2 separate regions of the Pan troglodytes genome follow, and region 1 is linked to region 2. Evidence: chromatin contacts called from public HiChIP or PLAC-seq data. All regions are on one chromosome and are shown on one strand. The core of a region is the stretch at or near the end of the contact, and the rest is flanking DNA. Distances in the headings are between cores, read along the strand shown. Region 1 overlaps LOC100613094 (a long non-coding RNA gene). Region 2 has its middle 54 kb from the start of ATP2B1.

Region 1 (3,140 bases), core at 593-3,092, 360 kb after region 2:
GATTGGATTATCAAGATTTGAATAATGTTTTCTAATGTGTTTTTATACTCCTTAGCGGAAAAACCTGAATGAGAAACAAAATTGTTTGTGGCCTGGCTAGTGAGGCAGGGGCCCCTTTGAAATGTGAATTTATCCTTTCAAACGTGAGGATCTATTTATCCAGTAATCTATTTTTAGGGTCAATATTTTTTACTTCACACATTATAAAATAATAGATGCTTAGTAAAATCATGAGAAAAAATTTTATAGTATAATAAACAGTACAAAAAATATATGTTTCTGTCTGATAAATCAGAGGTACTGTTTATATTTACATTTTGCTGGGTCTTTTTCTCTGTATTAAAGTGTGTTTACTTTTCCGGTTTGTTTTAATTCTGTTTATTTTAAATTTTAATAATCTCATGCTAATATTGTAACAATGCAAACAATAAAGAAGTATATGTAATACAAAGAAAAACTCTCTCTTCACTTTGTCCAGCCCCACTGCTCTGTATAGAATAAACCCTTTTCCTTATTTGAAGTGTGACCTTCCAGATGTGTCCTTTTGCATTTAGGCATTTATATATATTTGTCCATGCAGATAATTTCAAATGTAATTTATATATGATATATAGATAGGATATATAAATGGATGTATATGTGTAGGTGTATATGTCCATATATATGATATATGCAAATACATGTTATGTTTTTGTACTTAACATTATATTTAGAGGGCTTTTCTGTGTAATGAAACACATTTAATAAAAATATAGTTCTTCACACAGCCATTTTGTAATTCATTAAATTATGACATATTAATAGGACAATTTCTTTAAATATTTTAAAATTTAACATTGCTATGGACATGCATCTTTGATTATCTTTTTCAAACAAATTTCTGAATTAAAATAGGTAGGTCAAATAGTATAAACTGTTTCATGACTATTGATGTAAATGTTTTCCTCTATTTTAATAAACGTATCTCCCAAATAAATACGTGTATCTTTAATATTTCTTGATTTTACAAATCTGGAAATCAGAACAGATAAAAAAATTCCTTTTTATCTTTCAGTCTGGGAATCTATCTACCGGAAAGCAACATGAGCCAGAAATGTCACAGTCACTGGCTCTCAACTTTTTCTGCATAATGGAATCCTCAAGGGATTATTAACAAATAATGCTGGCTCCCACCCTTCAGATATTCTGATTTAATTGGGATGGGTGCAACCCGGACACTGGGATTTTAAAAAGCTCCCCGGGTAATTCTAATTTGCAGCAAAGTTTGGAAACCATCCTCATAGAGCATTCAACCATTAGAAGATACCCAGACACATGTGGCCAAGAGGTCAAATGAAGGTCACTGGACAGATTTCTATGCTTGTTATTTAGAATAAGAACTATTTCTTCTGGTAGTGAAAACATTGCCGATAGATACGCTGCTGATAGTATTCAAAACTACTCATCACCTTGACTCTCAAAATAAATCCAACTACAAAAATAGGATTGACCTAACCTAATACTGTAATACTCTAAAGCACTAGATTGTAAAAGCATCTTCCCCAACGACTGCTGGAGAGTTTGGAAAAAAGCCTCCCCTTTTTGCAAATTGATTTTTGTCTTGGCTGTAGTGTTTGCTTGTTTAAGCATTAATGACTTGATTTGGAAAGAAATAGCTTCCTGTATGGCCCAGATTAAGAAAAGCCATCTTTATTCTGCCAGAAATTGTGTACAAATGCTAGCATGTAAACAGTGCAACCCGTGACATTTTTTTTTACACTCAAACAGGCAAGGTGACACACATGGCTTAAGGGCTAAAAGAAACATGAGAGCTGTAACGCAGTTACAATCGGAAGTGCTAAATTTCCCTTGGGACCATAAGGAAAGCTTCCTGCTCTTTGTAGATTGGCCTATTATTGGAATACATTTGCCCACAGTTAATTCTCAAAGTAATTAAATGGAAGGAAGTGATTAAATCACCAAGAAAAAAGTGACTGCTGCATCTGAAGCATTCAGACAGATTGTTGGTTAGTCATGAACATTAGTTAAGGAAGCATCTGCCAATTAACCTGGGCTACTAAATATGTGTGTGTGTGTATGTGTAAGCAAATAGTGTTGAAATATGAAATAAATCTCTAGTCTGACTAAGAACAGGAATTTTAAAAGTCACAGATACTTTGGTAGCATTATGGTAAACATATATTGTACATAGTCTTTAGCCAATTTAGTAAAGCAGTATTATATTTTCTCCCCAATGACTTATAAATGGAAAAAATTATTTAATTGAACTGAACTGAAAGTAGAACAAACAAATACTAACATGTCTTTGATAAATGTTAGTTTTATCATGCCACTTCCATTTTTAGTGGATTCAGGAAACCTGGTTGTTAATCTTACTGTTTTCTTATTACTCAATTTTGGGCAAGTTACTTGACCTTTTAGAGTTTCCATAAAATAAAGGGATGGGGCTGCAGGATGTTTAGGTTTCTTCTAGCTCTAAAAAGCTATTGGTCTAAGAAAAAATAGAAAAACACAACCAGAAATCACATGTGAAATTATTAAAATTCAAGATATTATCAAAATAAATATGAGTGGAAAATAAAAGATACATAATGGAATATGTTACATACATATCTGTAACAATCACAAAATGAAATTTCGTGTTCTTCAAGAACTTTGTGTTATGAACAGGAATCCAAAGCAGTATCAATGAGAATCATCTAAAGATATCCATTTTTCTGTGCCTCTCTGCATTTCTCAATGATTTCGTGCATTGAAAATGCATTACATTTTCATGATTTCATGCATTTAAATGAAGTAGTTCTAAACAGTTACCAAAAATTGTCCTTTTAAAGTAACGGTCTGTACTTATAAAATAACTTTAAGACAGATGCACAAAATTAGATAATGAGTCTTGTCTTGGTGGCAACAAGAAAATAAAGTGTCTGCTCTTTGGAGATGGAGTGCATTAGCTTTTTTAGGCCATCTGTGCATTGTTAGGAACTTCTCTCTTTTAATACTCTGAAAAAAATTAGAATGGTTCTCTCATTGCAAAATGATCTGATTGTCCTATCCTGGCTCGGTTATTTTGGCCTAATTAATCATCAGGGTAGATTGTTGCATACTTGATTTGGTCATGGTGATTGAGGATATGTGGGTGG
Region 2 (3,135 bases), core at 198-2,697:
GGCTGTGGCGCGGCCGAGGCGGCTTCGTGAAGCCGAAGACCTGCGGGTGTAGACCAGAAGCCCCAACGAGCCCCATCCCTCGGGCCCGGAGCAGCGACTCCCAGACTGACCCGGCGCTGAGGTGCACAGCGAGAAGCCCGCTCACCTTCACAATCTCCCAGCAAGAGGCAACCTGCGAGGGGCCCCGACCGCCCCCGTCAGCTTCTCCCGAATCCGGCGCAACCCGCCGCGCACCCAGCTATCAGGACCCCCGCCGCGACGCCCGACCTCTGTGCTCCGCCTGGCCTCCCCCGCAGGTGACCTGCCCCGCCGCCCCCGGCCGCGGGCGGGCGGCGGCCGCCACTCACCTCGCCCGGCAGTGGGAACCATTTTCCGAGGGGGAAGGAAAGGCAGGCTGCGGGAGGGTCGCGGGGCGGTGAGGGGCAGCGGGAAACGCAGAGGATGGGGGCTCCGTCCTCAGCGCGTCCGCAGCCGGCTCGCAGGGCTCGGGGCGCCACGCGGAGGTGCAGCTGCACCTCGGGGATGGGGCGGCCAAGGAGCCGAGAGGCTCGGCGTCCACCAGCCGGGGCTCCCTACTCACGCTGCACTGCGAGGAGGCGGCGGCGGCGGCGGCAGCGAAGGAGGAGGAGGCGGCGCCCGGCCGTCCCCGCCCAGAGCCCGGCAGCCACCGAGTGGCCGCCCGCGTCCCCGCAGGACCCGCCTCCTCCGCTCCGCAGAGCGGCACACAGGGCGCGCCGCGCTCGCTCGGCACGGGCAGCTCAGCCGGCCTCACGCCGCCGTCCGCAACAGCAGCCGCGGGCGGGGTGCAGCCACCTCCGTGAGCGCCGCAGCCCGCCCCGCTCGGGGCGGGGCCCGCGGGCACCGAAGAGCGGACGGCCGAGCACGAGGGGGCTGCGCGCAGCTCCGGGCAGGGACCCCGTCTGCACCGGGTGGCCTGCAAGATTGCCGGGGTAGGCAGGGGGAGGAGAACGCTCACCCGTTCCGGTCTGGCGCTCCCTTCTCTCCACACCCACACGCCTCCCGCTCCACGCTGGCGGCGCAGCTGCTCCCGCTGCCACAGCCGCCACCGCCGCCGAAGCTCGCGCCGCCGCCGCCGCCTTGGCTGAGCGCGGTCACGTGACGCGATCCGCGGGGAGCCTGGGGGCGGGCGAGTGCGCGCGCGCGCGCGCGGAGGAACCGCGGCTCGGACCGGGACTGGGAGCTGAGCGGCACTGGGAGGGCGTTTAAGGGGAGGACCCGGCGAGCGCGCCCTCGGCTGGCGAGCGCGCGCCTGGCGATTAGAACTTGCCGCGCGGTCGGGAAAGGGTGGCCGGAGTGAGGGGCGGAGGTGGGGACTTGCGCCTCCGCACGCCCCTCCCTTTCTTCCTTCCCCTGAGCGCCTTGGCTTGCCGCTGCCCCCGCCCCCCCCAGCGCGCCCCTTCCCTCCTGCCGCAGCCTGCGATTGGCTGAGAGACTCTGACGTCCGTGTTTCCATGACGTGTTGGTGCAGGAGGGAGCGGCGGGGGAGGAGGGGGTGGCTCAGGCGCGCGGGGAGGTGACTCCGTCAGTCACAGCTGCTGTTTCGGCGCGGGGCCGGGCCGCTGCCGCGACGTGTGGAGGCAGGAGAGCGATGATTGCCGCAGGAGAAGTGCGGGCGCCCTTCACCTGGGGCCCCTCCCGAACCGCCCCCGGGCCCATGCCCCTCCAGGGCCCAGGAGCGAGCCAGCGGGAGGGCGAGGGCGAGCGCTCCTGGCGAGGACAGATTAAGGCGAACCCCCAGTCAGCGGACATTTGAGCGGCTCCTCGCCGCGTCTCTGCCCCCACTCCAAACCGGACTCGACGCCTGTCCCGGGCCGTGACGCACGCACCGGAGGACAAAAGTGCTTCTCGGCTCGCTCCCTCTTTGGGGAAGAGAGCTCACTCCCCATGCGGGCGCGGGACACCCCATCTCTGTTCCTGCCGGTCGGGTCCGCAAACACCGGGGATCCCAGCTGCGGCGCCCAAAGGGTTAACGCAGGCGTTCGGCCAGTGCAAACCGGCCTCGCATGATCCGCGCTTAAAATCCGGGTGTTTTCATTTTGGGTTTGTTTCTTCTACTATGCCAAGCTGGTAGCTCTCTTTTAATTCTCTTGTAACATCTCAACCCTGCACCCATCTTTCCTGAGGGGAAAAGGAAACGGGATAACTTGCGGTATTTCGATGCTCAAAGGTAACCGGCGGCTCTGCTCCAACCTTCAAGAGATTTTGCAAGTTGAAAAAAAAAAAACCATCCTTCGTAACATCTACTTAAAAAAAAAAAAGCAAGTTTTCCTTCTTGTACACGCATATACACAGTAAAGATGTGTATCTTACCTAAGATACCGCGCTTCATCTTCATCTAATCTTTATTTGAACTCACCGTCGCCACTGGCCCAGAGACCTTGTCAGTGTTATTTTCAGTATCAGTTAATCAGAACAAAAAGATAAGTTCTGCAATCTTCTTTCTCTTAATTCCAGAACTGGAAAATTAATATTTATATAGCCTCCTCAAAAGCATACAGGCAATAGGAAGTATGGTATTATGTTCACGATCTGATGATAGCATTTGTTTTAAAATATTTTAAAAGATTAGACACAGAATGTGTAAAAGACGTTTAAAAGTGAATAAATATAAATCAATGCTGTTGCAAATAATTTTTTTATCAGTTTATGTATCTCACTAGGCTTGACGTTACCAGCCTTCTGAGCTGTGCCCTTGATGTGTAAGATAAACGAACATTGAACAGAATGATAGCATTTTTCCTCTCTTCAGTCACTGATGGAGAATTGGTTAATGTGGTACAATAAATAGCCCTTCCAGACACTATTTCAAATCTTTTTAACAGAAGAATAACCTAAATTTCACCTAATAAATTTCAATATTATTTCCCCCTAAAATATTTTTCAAAACGACTCAGAGACATTTAAGAATCACTGGCTGTTTTCCAACTTTTCCTCCAAGGAAGTTACAATACAATGTTGAATTATGTATTCTACTTTAATCAAGAATTTGACATTAAAGTAATATGTGAATCATTGCTATAGTACACTAGCAAAATGGGTAATAGATTAAACTAGAATCTGTTCACTTTGTGGGTTTGTTCCAGTTCCAGATTATAAAATGAATGCTCTTAAAGT

Evidence for each region. HiChIP or PLAC-seq counts read pairs in DNA pulled down with a chosen protein or histone mark.
Region 1: a contact with region 2 is called in an H3K4me3 HiChIP or PLAC-seq map of stem cell-derived excitatory neurons, with 6 times the contacts expected there. The contact joins two enhancer-like sites. A contact is called at or near these places in 1 of 7 Hi-C or Micro-C datasets (stem cell-derived neural progenitor cells) and 1 of 1 datasets of contacts at active chromatin or transcription factors (stem cell-derived excitatory neurons).

Annotation. Positions count from the first base shown.
Region 1 is chr10:96,886,784-96,889,923 of NHGRI_mPanTro3-v2.0_pri, forward strand. All of the region lies in intron 3 of LOC100613094 (a long non-coding RNA gene), which reads left to right. Among named protein-coding and RNA genes, the nearest start is that of ATP2B1, 420 kb to the left of the region's middle. Within about 2 kb of position 1,843, at least 2 of the 24 cell types and tissues checked have an H3K27ac peak or open chromatin away from gene starts, as enhancers often do. A contact at or near this core is called in stem cell-derived excitatory neurons, where this site is marked.
Region 2 is chr10:96,525,099-96,528,233 of NHGRI_mPanTro3-v2.0_pri, forward strand. No RefSeq gene overlaps it. Among named protein-coding and RNA genes, the nearest start is that of ATP2B1, 54 kb to the left of the region's middle. Within about 2 kb of position 1,448, at least 20 of the 24 cell types and tissues checked have an H3K27ac peak or open chromatin away from gene starts, as enhancers often do. A contact at or near this core is called in stem cell-derived excitatory neurons, where this site is marked.